Regions from separate parts of the Danio rerio genome. Here regions 1 and 2 are each linked to region 3. A link is a contact called in public Hi-C and Micro-C data. All regions are on one chromosome and are shown on one strand. Each heading gives the region's core, a stretch centred on a gene start, on an enhancer-like site or on the middle of the called end of the contact. The rest is flanking DNA. Distances are from core to core; before and after follow the strand shown.

Evidence for each region. Hi-C and Micro-C count contacts between places; a contact is called where the count stands out from the background.
Region 1: a Hi-C map of hematopoietic stem cells shows a contact between it and region 3, with 2.8 times the contacts expected there. The contact joins the promoter of rmi1 here to the promoter of agtpbp1 in region 3. A contact is called at or near these places in 2 of 18 Hi-C or Micro-C datasets (hematopoietic stem cells and an unstated tissue).
Region 2: a Micro-C map of caudal fin shows a contact between it and region 3, with 8 times the contacts expected there. The contact joins the promoter of entpd4 here to the promoter of agtpbp1 in region 3. A contact is called at or near these places in 2 of 18 Hi-C or Micro-C datasets (caudal fin and hematopoietic stem cells).

The regions. Positions count from the first base shown.
Region 1 is chr8:59,539,158-59,543,338 of GRCz12tu, forward strand. rmi1 (RMI1, RecQ mediated genome instability 1, homolog (S. cerevisiae)) reads left to right here and starts at 1,699. Exons shown (of 2, transcript NM_200180.1): 1 at 1,699-1,879; 2 at 3,443-4,181. The coding sequence starts at 3,474. It overlaps hnrnpk (heterogeneous nuclear ribonucleoprotein K), which reads right to left and starts at 1,549. Exons shown (of 16, transcript NM_212994.2): 1 at 1,479-1,549.
Region 2 is chr8:59,940,436-59,944,520 of GRCz12tu, forward strand. entpd4 (ectonucleoside triphosphate diphosphohydrolase 4) reads left to right here and starts at 1,284. Exons shown (of 13, transcript NM_001002419.1): 1 at 1,284-1,477; 2 at 2,183-2,339. The coding sequence starts at 2,332. It overlaps antxr1a (ANTXR cell adhesion molecule 1a), which reads right to left and starts at 1,188. Exons shown (of 19, transcript XM_001332805.10): 1 at 1,036-1,188.
Region 3 is chr8:59,710,169-59,714,238 of GRCz12tu, forward strand. agtpbp1 (ATP/GTP binding carboxypeptidase 1) reads right to left here and starts at 1,536. Exons shown (of 26, transcript NM_001024445.2): 1 at 1,482-1,536. It overlaps naa35 (N-alpha-acetyltransferase 35, NatC auxiliary subunit), which reads left to right and starts at 2,756. Exons shown (of 23, transcript NM_199550.1): 1 at 2,756-2,804.

The DNA.
Region 1 (4,181 bases), core at 449-2,948, 170 kb before region 3:
GTTTTATATTTTAAATGAAAAAAATAAACATGCAATTTTACAGTATACAAAATACTTTTTAGAAATTCCGTGAATTAAACTGCACAACCCAAAAGAAATAAGAGGTGCTCACTATAGAACAAAAAAATTGATGTTTTTTAATTTGACATTCTTGCATTTATGAGGGAAAAGCTTCGTTATGGATGTGACAGATGTGAAATTGGCACTTGTGTGGCTTAAATCAAATATAATTGTTTAAAAAAAACACTGACAGAGACATTTTTGAGTATGCTAAAGTACTGTAAAAAACCTGCTTACATAGAAAACCTAAAAACGGCTTTGCTATTTTGGTGAAGACTTAATGTTTTTCATGGAAAGGTTGGCATTCACATGGAATTGCACAATATTTTTTTCTCCCTCCTTTTTACGCGTCATTCTATTTTGTTTCTTATTCCATTAGTCTGGTTGAGATTTTTTAGATTGTGCTGTATAATTGTTGTATTGCTTGCTAGTGTTTTGATGCATGTTCTAGTGGGTTAATTTTGTTAACATATATACACGGTGTACACTATTGGGTGTTGTTTTCATTAAAATCTTTTATCAAAAAAAAAAACAAGCAAAAATTTGGATGTTAACAATGCATTAAAAATGCTAAACTGTGATTAATAATAATAATAATAATAATAATAAAAGAATGAACAGCGTTTTATGTATTCACCATAATTAGGCAAAGTATTTTAAGAGGAAATGTGAAGAGAAACAAATTAATGCGTTATAAAAAAAACTGAACTGAAACTAAACATTGGTTAATATTCTCTATGGATGCAGAAACGATGAATTAATAGGAAGAATTCAAATTATAGCCAGGTCAAGCTAAAATAAAAACAAACTACTCTTGGGTTGTGTTTCATAATCTGCTGTGCTGCCTATCTGCGTGTAGCATTAACGCATACGTGCTTTTAAACGAGCCAGATATGCTCACAAACTATTCACCAAGTAATATTTACTGTAAGAGGAACTCCATTGTATTTTGAGAACCAAAACTGCTGTTAAATGTAATCAAACTTCGCCATCTTCCTTATCAGCTGCCTGACTGGCTAATTAACAATGAATAGTTTCAGGAAGCTAACGAGCTAACTAAATAGCATAAAGTAACATTACTGTTTTACGAGTAGTAACGTCACTTGTTTTCCGTAGTCTCGTGTTAAATATAGATAACATAGTATTATTAACACAACTAATAACATTACTTTAGTTATGCACAGCGAACTGTGAAAATTATTGAAGATCACGGTTGCTAGCTTGCTTTAGCTAACAGACATGAAGCTAACTACACCGTAAGCAAACATAATTCTAACTGTAAGAATTAATCGTGGGCGCGGGAAAAAATACTGTTAATTTAGAGCATTAATATATTTATTACTAGATTATGCAGTTTTTTATATGTGTAAAGACGATAAAAGAGTTGATTTTTTGTATCGGGAAATGTATCAACATACCTGTTCCTATCGTACTCCCCCTTCGTAACAACAATGACGCACAAAATGTTTCTAACGCCAATAAGGCGCGGGCCAATGAAAGCGCCTCCCTCCACAATATAAACTCATTCTGATTGGTCGAAATCGCTGCATACTCGAAACCTCAGCAAGCGACACGGACAACCATTGGACAAAACCAACGTCAATTTTTTTTATGAACGCCTTCATGATCAGCAAGGCTAGTTTGATCCTTCAGAAAGCGTATGCTTTTTAAAAAAAGTTAATGTATTGAGATAAACGTATTTAAAAAATTAATCACTGAAACTGTTTCACGAGAACATCTTAGCTACAGGTTATTTGAGCAAATCACTCATTAGAGCAAAGTTACGATCTCAAATTCATCCACAGCCTGCCATTTACTGGTAAGATTTCATTTTTTATAATCATAATGCATTTAAAATCTCTATATTAAGCATATTACTTGTTTTGTATGAACTGATAATCTTATGGTTGCTTTAAACTGCACCTGGGCTACATAGAAGCTGTATATTTGATTTAAACGTTAAACTATTCTAACCGGCCACTTTATTAGGTACACCACTCTGGCGCAAATTTCTAATCAGCCAATGACATGGCAGTAGCTCAATGCATGTAGACATGGTGAAGACGATCTGCAGCAGTTCAAAACGAGCATCAGAATGGGGGAAAAAAGGGTGATTTAAGTGACTTGAACGTGGCATGGTTGTTGGTGCCAGATGGATTGGTCTGAGTGTTTCAGAAACTGCTGATCTACTGGGATTTTCATGCATAACCATCTCTAGGGTTTACAGAGAATGGTCAGAAAAATACCAAATATCCTTTGAGCGGCAGTTCTGTGGGGACAATTGCCCTATTGATGTCAGAGGTCAGAGGAGAATGGCCACAGTAACTCAAATAACTATTTGTTACAGCCAAGGTCTGCAGAAAAGCATCTCTGAACACACAACTCGTTCAACCTTGAGGCAGATGCGCTACAGCAGCAGAAGACAACACCAGGTGCCACTCCTGTCAGCTTCGAACCGGAAACCGAGAAACTGAGGCTACAATTCGAACAGGCTCACTAAAATTGGACAATAGAAGACTGGAAAAACGTTGCCTGGTCTGATGAGTATCCATTTTTTGCTGTCACATTCGGATGGTAGGGTCAGAATTTGGCATCAACAGCATGAAAGCATGGATCCATCCTGCCTGGTTTCGATGGTTTAGGCTGGTGGTTAGTACTAATTGAGCATCGTGTCAACGCCACAGCCTACCTGAGTATTGTTGCTGATCATGTTCATCCCTTTATGACCACAATGTTTCCATCTTCTGATGGCTACTTCTAGCAGGATAAAACGCCATGTCATAATATGCAAACATGTATCTATTAAAGTGGCTGGTGAGTGAGCATATATATATATATATATATATATATATATATATATATATATATATATATATATATATATATAATTTTTTTTTCTTTTCGAAAATACTAATTTATCACACTGTTATTGTACAGATCAACTTTAATCAGAATTGTATGTAGAAGCTTTTTTTAATAACTGAATAAAAATGTAAAGAAATTTTAAGTTTTTAGTTCACCCAAAAATGAAAATGTATTTTCCATCATGTGGTTTTAAAATTGTATGAGTTTCTGTCCCATGTTGAATATATTCTAGATATATATATTTAGAATGCATGTGGCCTGCACCCTTTGATTTCCATAGTATTTTTCATTCCTACAAAAGGCAATGGGTGTCAGCAACCAGCATTTTTCAAAATATCTTATTTGTGTTCATCAGTAAAAAGAAACTCAAATGTATTTTTGAACAAGTGAAGGGTGATTCACTGATGACAGAAATTGTCGTTTTTGGGTGAACTATCTCTCTAACGTAAACTGTTGTAATACAAATGTTAAATACCTAAATCTTTACAACACATTTGCCTCTCTCCATGTTTAAAAGATGACTCTCTGGTGTTTGGGAAGGTGAGAGGATGTCAGTGGGTGAAGTCCAGGTAATCCAGGCATGGCTGCGCTCTGAATGGCACATCCAGGTTCCTCCTGCCTGGCTGGATGCGTGTGTAAACTGGATAAAGGAGGAAGTGGACAGGGCATCCATACCCCAATCGCAGCTTAATCAGCGTGTCCTGGAGCAATGGCTTCTGACTGACCTTCGAGATCTAGCCCACCCAGTTCTCCCTGAAAGGATTTCTGAAGCCCAGAAAACAGTACTGAGCAATCGTTGCTGCGTTCAGATGGACTCACTACTAGACGTTAGTCAGCCTGCGTACAATCAGCTGCAGCGCATTCGAGGCACCGACTGCTCCAATGATCAAGTCTCGGCAGTTACGCAAGAAACCCAGAGGCCTTGGGAGGCCAAACCAACACGCATGCTGATGTTGCAGCTCACAGATGGAGTGCAGAATCTGGAGGGCATGGAGTACCGACCCATCCCAGCCCTCAATGCCAACCTTCCACCAGGCACTAAGCTACAGCTAGTCGGCCCAATTGCAGTCCGTCTTGGGGTGTTGCTTTTAAAGGCAGAAAACATTAAGGTTTTGGGTGGAGAGGTGGAACAGCTCTTGGAGATTCACTCTCAGAGCAGAGTGCTTTGTGGGACGCTGGGTTTACCTGAGGAGACACATCCACAACAGGAACCGGATGGCCTTGTAGCCAGTGTAGCTGATAGTGGCTACAGCAGT
Region 2 (4,085 bases), core at 34-2,533, 230 kb after region 3:
GGCCTACCTATTACATATCCATAAAACACTGTGATATAACCGGGCTCGGATCGTATCGCTTTCTCACTACAATCGATCCGCTCCAGAGTGTGTTTCAATCAAGCCGATACCACCTCATTCAAGCGATCTCGGAGCGATTATGTTGGCGCGGATCCGAGCCCAAATGGTGGATTCACATATGCCAAACGAACCGCGCTAACTGGGCAAACGAGACAGGTTCCGAAACACAAGTCTAGGTGTGAAAGCACCCTGAGTGTTCTGACTGGCTGAAGTAGACGTCTCATGTCAGTGCGTTCTAGACGTGCACGTGCTTTTTCCGGCAATCTTCCTTCTGCGTTCACAGCATTCTGGCAAATTAACAGTATGTTACAACTTCTCTTTCCGGAAAATAGCTTTTATTTTCAAAAGCCTGTTCACACATATTACAGATCTTTCCGGAAAGGTCTGTTTGTGTGAAAGGGGCTACTGTGTAAAAGGGGCTTTTGGTTGTAGAAGGCTAACATGGTTTTTGGGCCACTGGCTGGGTCCGAAACCACCTACTACTCAGTAGGTACTGCATTTGAATTTAAACGTACTACTCGGCCGTTAGAAAAGTACGTTCTATACAGTATGAATTTGAAAAGTATGAAAGGAATTCGGACGTACTACATTCGGCATTTTGTCATGGTCACGTGACCTACCTTCATCAGTTGCGTCGCTTCATTCGCATTTATGAAATCTCTCGCGGGCATGCATAGGATGCGCACTTCAGAATCTTGCCAAAAGTATCAAGTCATCTGGGTACTTCTCACATAATAATTTTTCGAATTCCATGAATTCAGACATACTACTCGGCTCACATACTAATTCATTTAATCTAATAGTTCACTAATTTATTCTCTCATACATCAGATCCTTTTTAATCCCATCTTAAATTCTTGAAATTATTTAATATTTAGATTTTTTTAAGTGTGTGTTTATTAATATGTATTTATGTATGTATCATAGCATCCTTGCATAAAATTATTATAAATAAAATTCCAAATTATCTCTTACATTTTTAAAATCCTTTCTGAAAGTCTTCATATCACCATTGTGTTTAGCTTTTCTTTTATTCTTTCAGGAAACAGGATTGTAAAAAAAAAAAGTATTTGTTGTAGTCTCCCATTCACTGCGCAAGTTTACCCAACTATGACGACTTCTGCTACTGAGAAACCCGGAAATGCGAAAAGGGCACAATGACGTCAGAGCAGCAGTGTACACGCAGGCGCAAGTTTCCGGCATTAAGGCGCATGCGCACAAGCAGTCTGAACTGTAGCTCGGTAACTACCGGGAATTAGCGGCTTTTCTCCACCAAATTTGAACCACCGACGCTACCGGAGGAATTAAAAACCCGCATAGATGTGTTCACTGAGAGGATTTCAATTCTTGTCCTGAATTCACAAATCTCCGAGGATGGGTCTTAAATGAGGGCATCCGTCCCAGATGTAGCCGAACGGTGAGAGCATATGCCTGCGTTCACACACATATTCTAAATACTCAACCGATAAACACACCTGACAGCGTTTTAGTCAGGACAGTCTACCTCTACATAACCTTAAAAACATATGTCAGTGAAAACGTGATATTCGTTTATCAATGAAGCTGTTCTCGGCCTGGGAAGCGCACAGCTGATTATTAAACGTTAACAACGGTCGTGTTTCAAAAGCTAGCGAGCTTCCCTACCTAGACAGCATCTTAAGATCTCAAATTATGCGACTCAACGTGGTTTTAGAAGGACAAGAATGTAACCCATGTAGGCTACAGACTGAGGTAAAGTTCGTTTTATTCATTCGGACTTTACTTTTTATGAATATAATTTCAGAAAAGTAACGTTATTGTTTGTAAACGCTACGTCATATAGTGAGGTAATATTAGCAGTCATCGACTAGTAAAGTACATCATTATTTACAGTTAAATAAGTTGTTTTAATGTTATTCTTAAACGTAATTTCAAACCTAATATTCAAAGTAACACGTTAAACAATATAGGGAGGGTGTCACAAGTTATCACTGAACGAATGTGTGAATGTAAAACCAACTTTACCTCAGGTACTGACTAAATAGTAAACCAACTAGACAAAGTTGAAAGCGTCACACTTTGTTCTCGTTTTTGCTGATTGTTGCTGTTTTTTTTTTTTTTTTTTTTTGCTTCCTCTTGTCAGGACCTGCCACGTCTCCTCGATTCACCTGCACACGTGTGATAGACCCTGATAATGATGCCTGGGGATATGACGTCATGGAGGAATACACCTGGACAGATACAAGGTTGCCAGTAAAGGGTTGATTGGACTCCTCTTCATACACTCCAGCAATGGGAAGGCGAGTACAAAGCTGAATTGAGCCTAAGTTGGCTCTATATTCGCATATTCAGACTTTAATGATGTGTTTTCAGAAAAGCATTCTTAGGAATTTTCTAAATAGGGAAATCATGTTTGCAGTCAATGGACCCTTCTCTAAGCCCCGCCTTCCTTAGTTACTGTTGCTACGCCTGTCAAGCTTTTGTGCCTGGCACAGCTTTTTCAATGTGTGTGCGATATAATGTCATTTTTGGCGAACAGGTGAGATATCCGAGAAAGCCAGACAAAAAAAAGACTGCAGTATGCATCACAGGGTGAATGTTATTTCTATTAAAAGCACATGAAGGTCAGCAAGTCAATAAATTTAGGCATGTAAATATGGTCAAGACAATCTGCTGCAGTTCAAACCGAGCATCAGAATGGAGAAAAAAGGTGGTTTAAGTGACTTTGAATGAGGCATGGTTGCTAGTACCAGACGGGCTGGTCTGAGTATTTCAGAAACTGCTGATCTACTGGGATTTTCACGCACAACCATCTCTAGGGTTTACAGAGAATGGTGCGAAAAAGAGAAAATATCTAGTGATTGGCACTTCTGTGGGTGTAAATGCCTTGTTGATGCCAGTTGTCAGAGGAGAATGGCCAGAATGGTTCAAGTTGATAGAAAGGCAGCAGTAACTCAAATAGCCACTCGATACAACCGAGGTCTGCAGAAGAGCATCTCTGAACACACAACACAACCAACCTTGAGGCGGATGGCCTACAGCATTAAAAGACCACATCGGGTGCCGCTCCTGTCAGCTAAGAACCGGAAACTGAGGATACAATTCACACAGGCTCACCAAAATTGGGTAATAGAAGATTGGAAAAACCTGGCCTAGTCTGATGAGTCTCGATTTCTGCTACAACATTTGGATGGTCGGGTCAGAATTTGGCATCAACAACATGAAAGCATGGATCCATCCTGCCTTGTATCAACAGTTCAGGCTGGTGATGGTGGTGTAATGGTGTGGGGGATATTTACTTGCCACAGTTTGGGTCCATTAGCACCAATTGAGCATCATGTCAACGCTACAGCCTACCTGAGTATTGTTGTTTACCATGTCCAGTCCAATAGAGCAGCTTTGGGATTTGTTGGAAGTGGAGATTCGCATCATGAACGTGCAGCCAACAAATCTGCAGCAACTGTGTGATCCTATCATGTCATCTTCTGATGGCTACTTCCAGCAGTTCCAACCCAGTACAAGTAAGTTGTACCTAATAAAGTAGCCCATGAGTGTATGTTAACATATGAGAAAAATAAACGTGATTTTGATGTGACCAAAAAGGTTAGCCAGTTTACAATGAACAACATTCATTCATTCATGAATTTTCTTGTCTGCTTAGTCCCTTTATTAATCTGGGGTCGCCACAGCGGAATGAATCGCCAACTTATCCAGCAAGTTTTTACCCTTCCAGCCGCAACCCATCTCTGGGAAATATCCACACATACACACACACACACACACACACACACACACACACACACACACACACACTACAGACAATTTAGCTTACCCAATTCACCTGTACCGCAAGTCTTTGGACTGTGGGGGAAACCGGAGTACCTAAAGAAAACCCACGCGAACACAGGGAGAACATGCAAACTCCACACAGAAATGCCAACTGAGCCGAGGATCGAACCAGCGACCTTCTTACTGTGAGGCGAAGGTGCTACCCCCTGCGCCACAGCGTCGCCCAATGAACAGCATACTTTGTAGAAATTCTGTGA
Region 3 (4,070 bases), core at 286-2,785:
GTCAGCATCGGCATAAGTCATAGCTAGGGGTATGCGAATGCGTGACGGCTGCGCCAGGTCATATGCTGCGCTCAACGTAGAAGTGTAGACTGAGCGTGGTCAAGTGACTCCACACACGGTAGTAAAAGTAATTTAAAAAATGGATACTTGGAAAAATTGATCGATTATAGGTTCTGAATGACAATTACTTTTCGATTATTCGCTCAGCCCTAACTCAGGCCTTTGTTAGCGCAGTTATAAACGCCTGACAGGCTTATCGGCAATCTGACATGAAGCAGAGCACCATTATTAAGACCGAAAGGCTTTATTCGGCAAAAACAACCATTCTGGATGTACTTTATCTCGCTTACTACATGGATACTTGTCACAAAATATAAACATGAGACTCAAAACAATGTTTTGTGCCATAATAGTTTATTATTCTTTAATTAAAATCAAATCTGACATCTACGAAAATGGCTGAATGGAGTATACTCTAACCTGCGCATTGTTCAGTCACAAGATGGCACCAAACATGCCATTGGCTACATTTACATGCACCCAAATAATCCGTTGGTAGTCGAATTGATGGTTAAATTGGATTAGAAAAACGTTACTAAACACATGATCAGATTTTATTTATATTCGCACATTCGTTTATTTCCTAACAGAGACAACTTGTGACACAGTCCCTATAATGTTATTGAGGTAAAGTTGGTTTTATATTCGCACATTCGTTAATTTTAAACAGTGACAACTTATATTTTACCATGCTACTTTGAATATTCGGTTTGAAATCGCATGCAAGAAGGACTTCAAAACAACGTTAGCACTATTTACCTGACTGTAAAAATGTTTTTATTTTGAAAATATATTAAATAGTATAATGTAGGCTGCATTTTTAGGCATTAACCCTTGTTTATTTAGTATGCAAATTATCAAGGCCTACTTGACAGCCTTTAGAGAAAGCAAAATCTACTGAGCTTCAAGTCTAGATCATATTTTATTTGGCACAATAGCCTATCCATTAAAATAGACATTATTTTTAAGCATCAAACCACAGAGAGCTACCAAAGTAAACAATATATTTTGAGTATCAGAGGTTTTCTATCCACACAGAAAGCATTTTTTGACATGAAAGCCAATTGGGCTGACTAACCTAGACTGCCATTTTAGGACATGCTGTCTACGTAGGGAGCTAGTTATGTGTTAAGCCACGGCCAGTGTGCATGTACAATTGAAATGAATATAAATGAAGTTGTCAGAAGAAGCAGGGCGTACATTACAGTCAGTAGCAGGTCAGAGAAGGACCAATGAATTGCACTGTCATTATCAAATATCAAGTTGCTAAAAGGTCCAGTCATGGTCATGTCAGATCCACCTGTCCTACAGAGAAAGCTCTACTGTTAGCACAGATCCGCTAACGGGACAGCTGATCTCTGTCACTGGCAGAGCATGAGCAAAACAGCAGAGCAGAAATAAAAATACATGCGTTTACCAACCTTTAAAGCATGTGAGACCTGCGCCATCTGAACTCCTTACAGTGCGTTCTCTTGGCAACACACACACACAAGCGCCCTGGTGGTATTATTATTTACCCAAACCCCCAACAGAACACAACACACTCGGAAGTGAGGGCGAGTCCCGCAACAGAGCTGGCGCAGAGTGCATGATCTGCATACCATGGGTCATATCAGAGTGTGATGCACAGATGGTTTACAGATCAGCGTCCGCACGCAGCTCGTTTTTCTTTGATCGTGACGTAACGTAACGTCGTAACGTAAAAGTCATTTATTTATTTATTTATTTTTAGTTTTTTTAAAATCATTTATTGTTGGAAGGCTTTTATAATGTCTCTTTGTTTAATTGTCATTGTTATTTCATTCATTTATTTAATTTTGTCTGTTAAAATGTATTTTTAAAGATAATGATAATCACAATATTAATAATGATCAATATTTGTTATTATTATTATTCTGTCCGTTTAAAATGTATTTTATATTTTATAATAATATTAACTATAATAACAATAATACTCAATAATAATAATAATAATAATAATAATAATAATAATAATAATAATAATAATTATTATTATTATTATTATTATTATTATTATTATTATCATTATTTTTACTTTCTGTCTGGGAGTATGTTATTTGTATGCATATCTATGATTATAGTTTTTTCTTATGTTGACTGTGTATGTTAAAGACCTTTTTTTTAAAGATCTGTGCATGATCCATTGGATTTTATTCTGATGTTCCTGTCAATTCATGTCATGTTCCTGTCTGATATCAATTCAATACACCCATTTTTGCTAAATTGCTTCATTTAATACATTTTTATTTAATAAATAAATGGGTTCATTTGACTTTTGTGAATTTTGATGTTTGATATGAATTTGATTTTCATCTTATATCACATTAAATATATTTCCATAGTTCATGTAACTTACTGATGAATTTACATTTTTTATATTTATGTTAATAAATATTTATGTTTATTTAGATTTATGTTGTTCTAGCTAAAGTACAACATAAAAGTTCATGCAAATGTACGTTTTGTTTTGTGGTTTTTATTGATTGACTGGAACTCATTAAACATAATTTAATTATTAAAGTGATTCAGTAATATTTTACCCAGGAAAAAATAACTGGTTTTATTAGTTTTCTTGTATATATATTCCCATTTTACCATATTTTCCCTAGACTGTACTGAACTTCATGTCCCAGGATGCTCTTCACAGCGTGATGTCATTCACCGGCGTCCGCTGCGGCAGCGCTGACTGTTTCCATCAACACAGAAAGACTGACAATCAAAAGGTACTGTATACATTCACCTTTTGCCAGTAATTTTGCAAGCAAATAAATATTTTAAACATTGTAAATAATAATGAAACGTAAATAAACATTCGGCAGCAATTATATGTTTTAGGGGTTAGCAAATATCGCTGCTCGCTAAGACATTTGACTATCGGTTGCCACTTTCATGATGGTTCTGTATTTAAACCATTTTCAGTCTTGTAATACTTATGCAATTATTTCTACAAAACGTTTCGACAACGATTCGTTGTTGTCGTATTGTGATCTTGAACGAAACAGTCTAGTCCATAAATATCTTAAACAGCACAGTTTACCCAGTAAAAACACTTGAGTATATTTTTAGAGGTCTGACTGTAGCTTGAAAAGATACCAAATTTGGAAAAAATTCTTTGTTCAAGATCTAAAGAACTTCCAGTTACATAAAACCCCCAATAAATGCAGGTTAGGTTCACTACTTTATAAATTTTACTTTATAAATAGTGATTAAAGGGACAGTTCACCCAAAACTCTATAATAATTTGTAATATTTGTGTAATAATTTACTCCCCTAAACTTGTTCCAAACAAGTTTTTCTTATGTTGAACCAAAAAAAGGAAGGTAACCATTGACTTTCAAATATATATATATATATATATATATATATATATATATATATATATATATATATATATATATATATATATTATATTATGGAGGTCAATGGTTACCTGTTTTCAGCATTCTTCAAAATATCTTCTTTTGTGTTTGGATTAGAAAAAACTCTTAAAGTTTTGGTTCCACTTAAAGGGCACCTTTGATGAAAATCATCTTTTGGAAGCTGTTTGGACAGAACTGTGTATAGTTTGGTGTGTCTACAGTCATATTGGGGTGATACAATAAGTCTCTTTTATTTTTTGTTTGTTAAGATAGGACGTCCCCAAATCCCTCCTATTGTGAGGCCCACTGCAACGTGACATAGGAGTGCGGTTTCCCTGCCCACAGAATTGATTGACATTTGTATATTAACCTGTCTCCGTAGTAACGCATATAATCATATCAACAAGACATGCGTAAATCAACTGGGATTAAAAGATCTGTTCAGCACTCTGATCATCAATCATCATCAAATGTGATCAAGAATGAGTTTAAGTAATAAGTTTAAAATGTTTTTAAAACAGTTCATGTGTGTAATGCTTTACTGCGATTTAACCACCACAGCTGCATGTCAGTAAGATTATAAAATAATTCCTGTTTGTGGACATTAAATCAGGTTTATTTTGTACATTA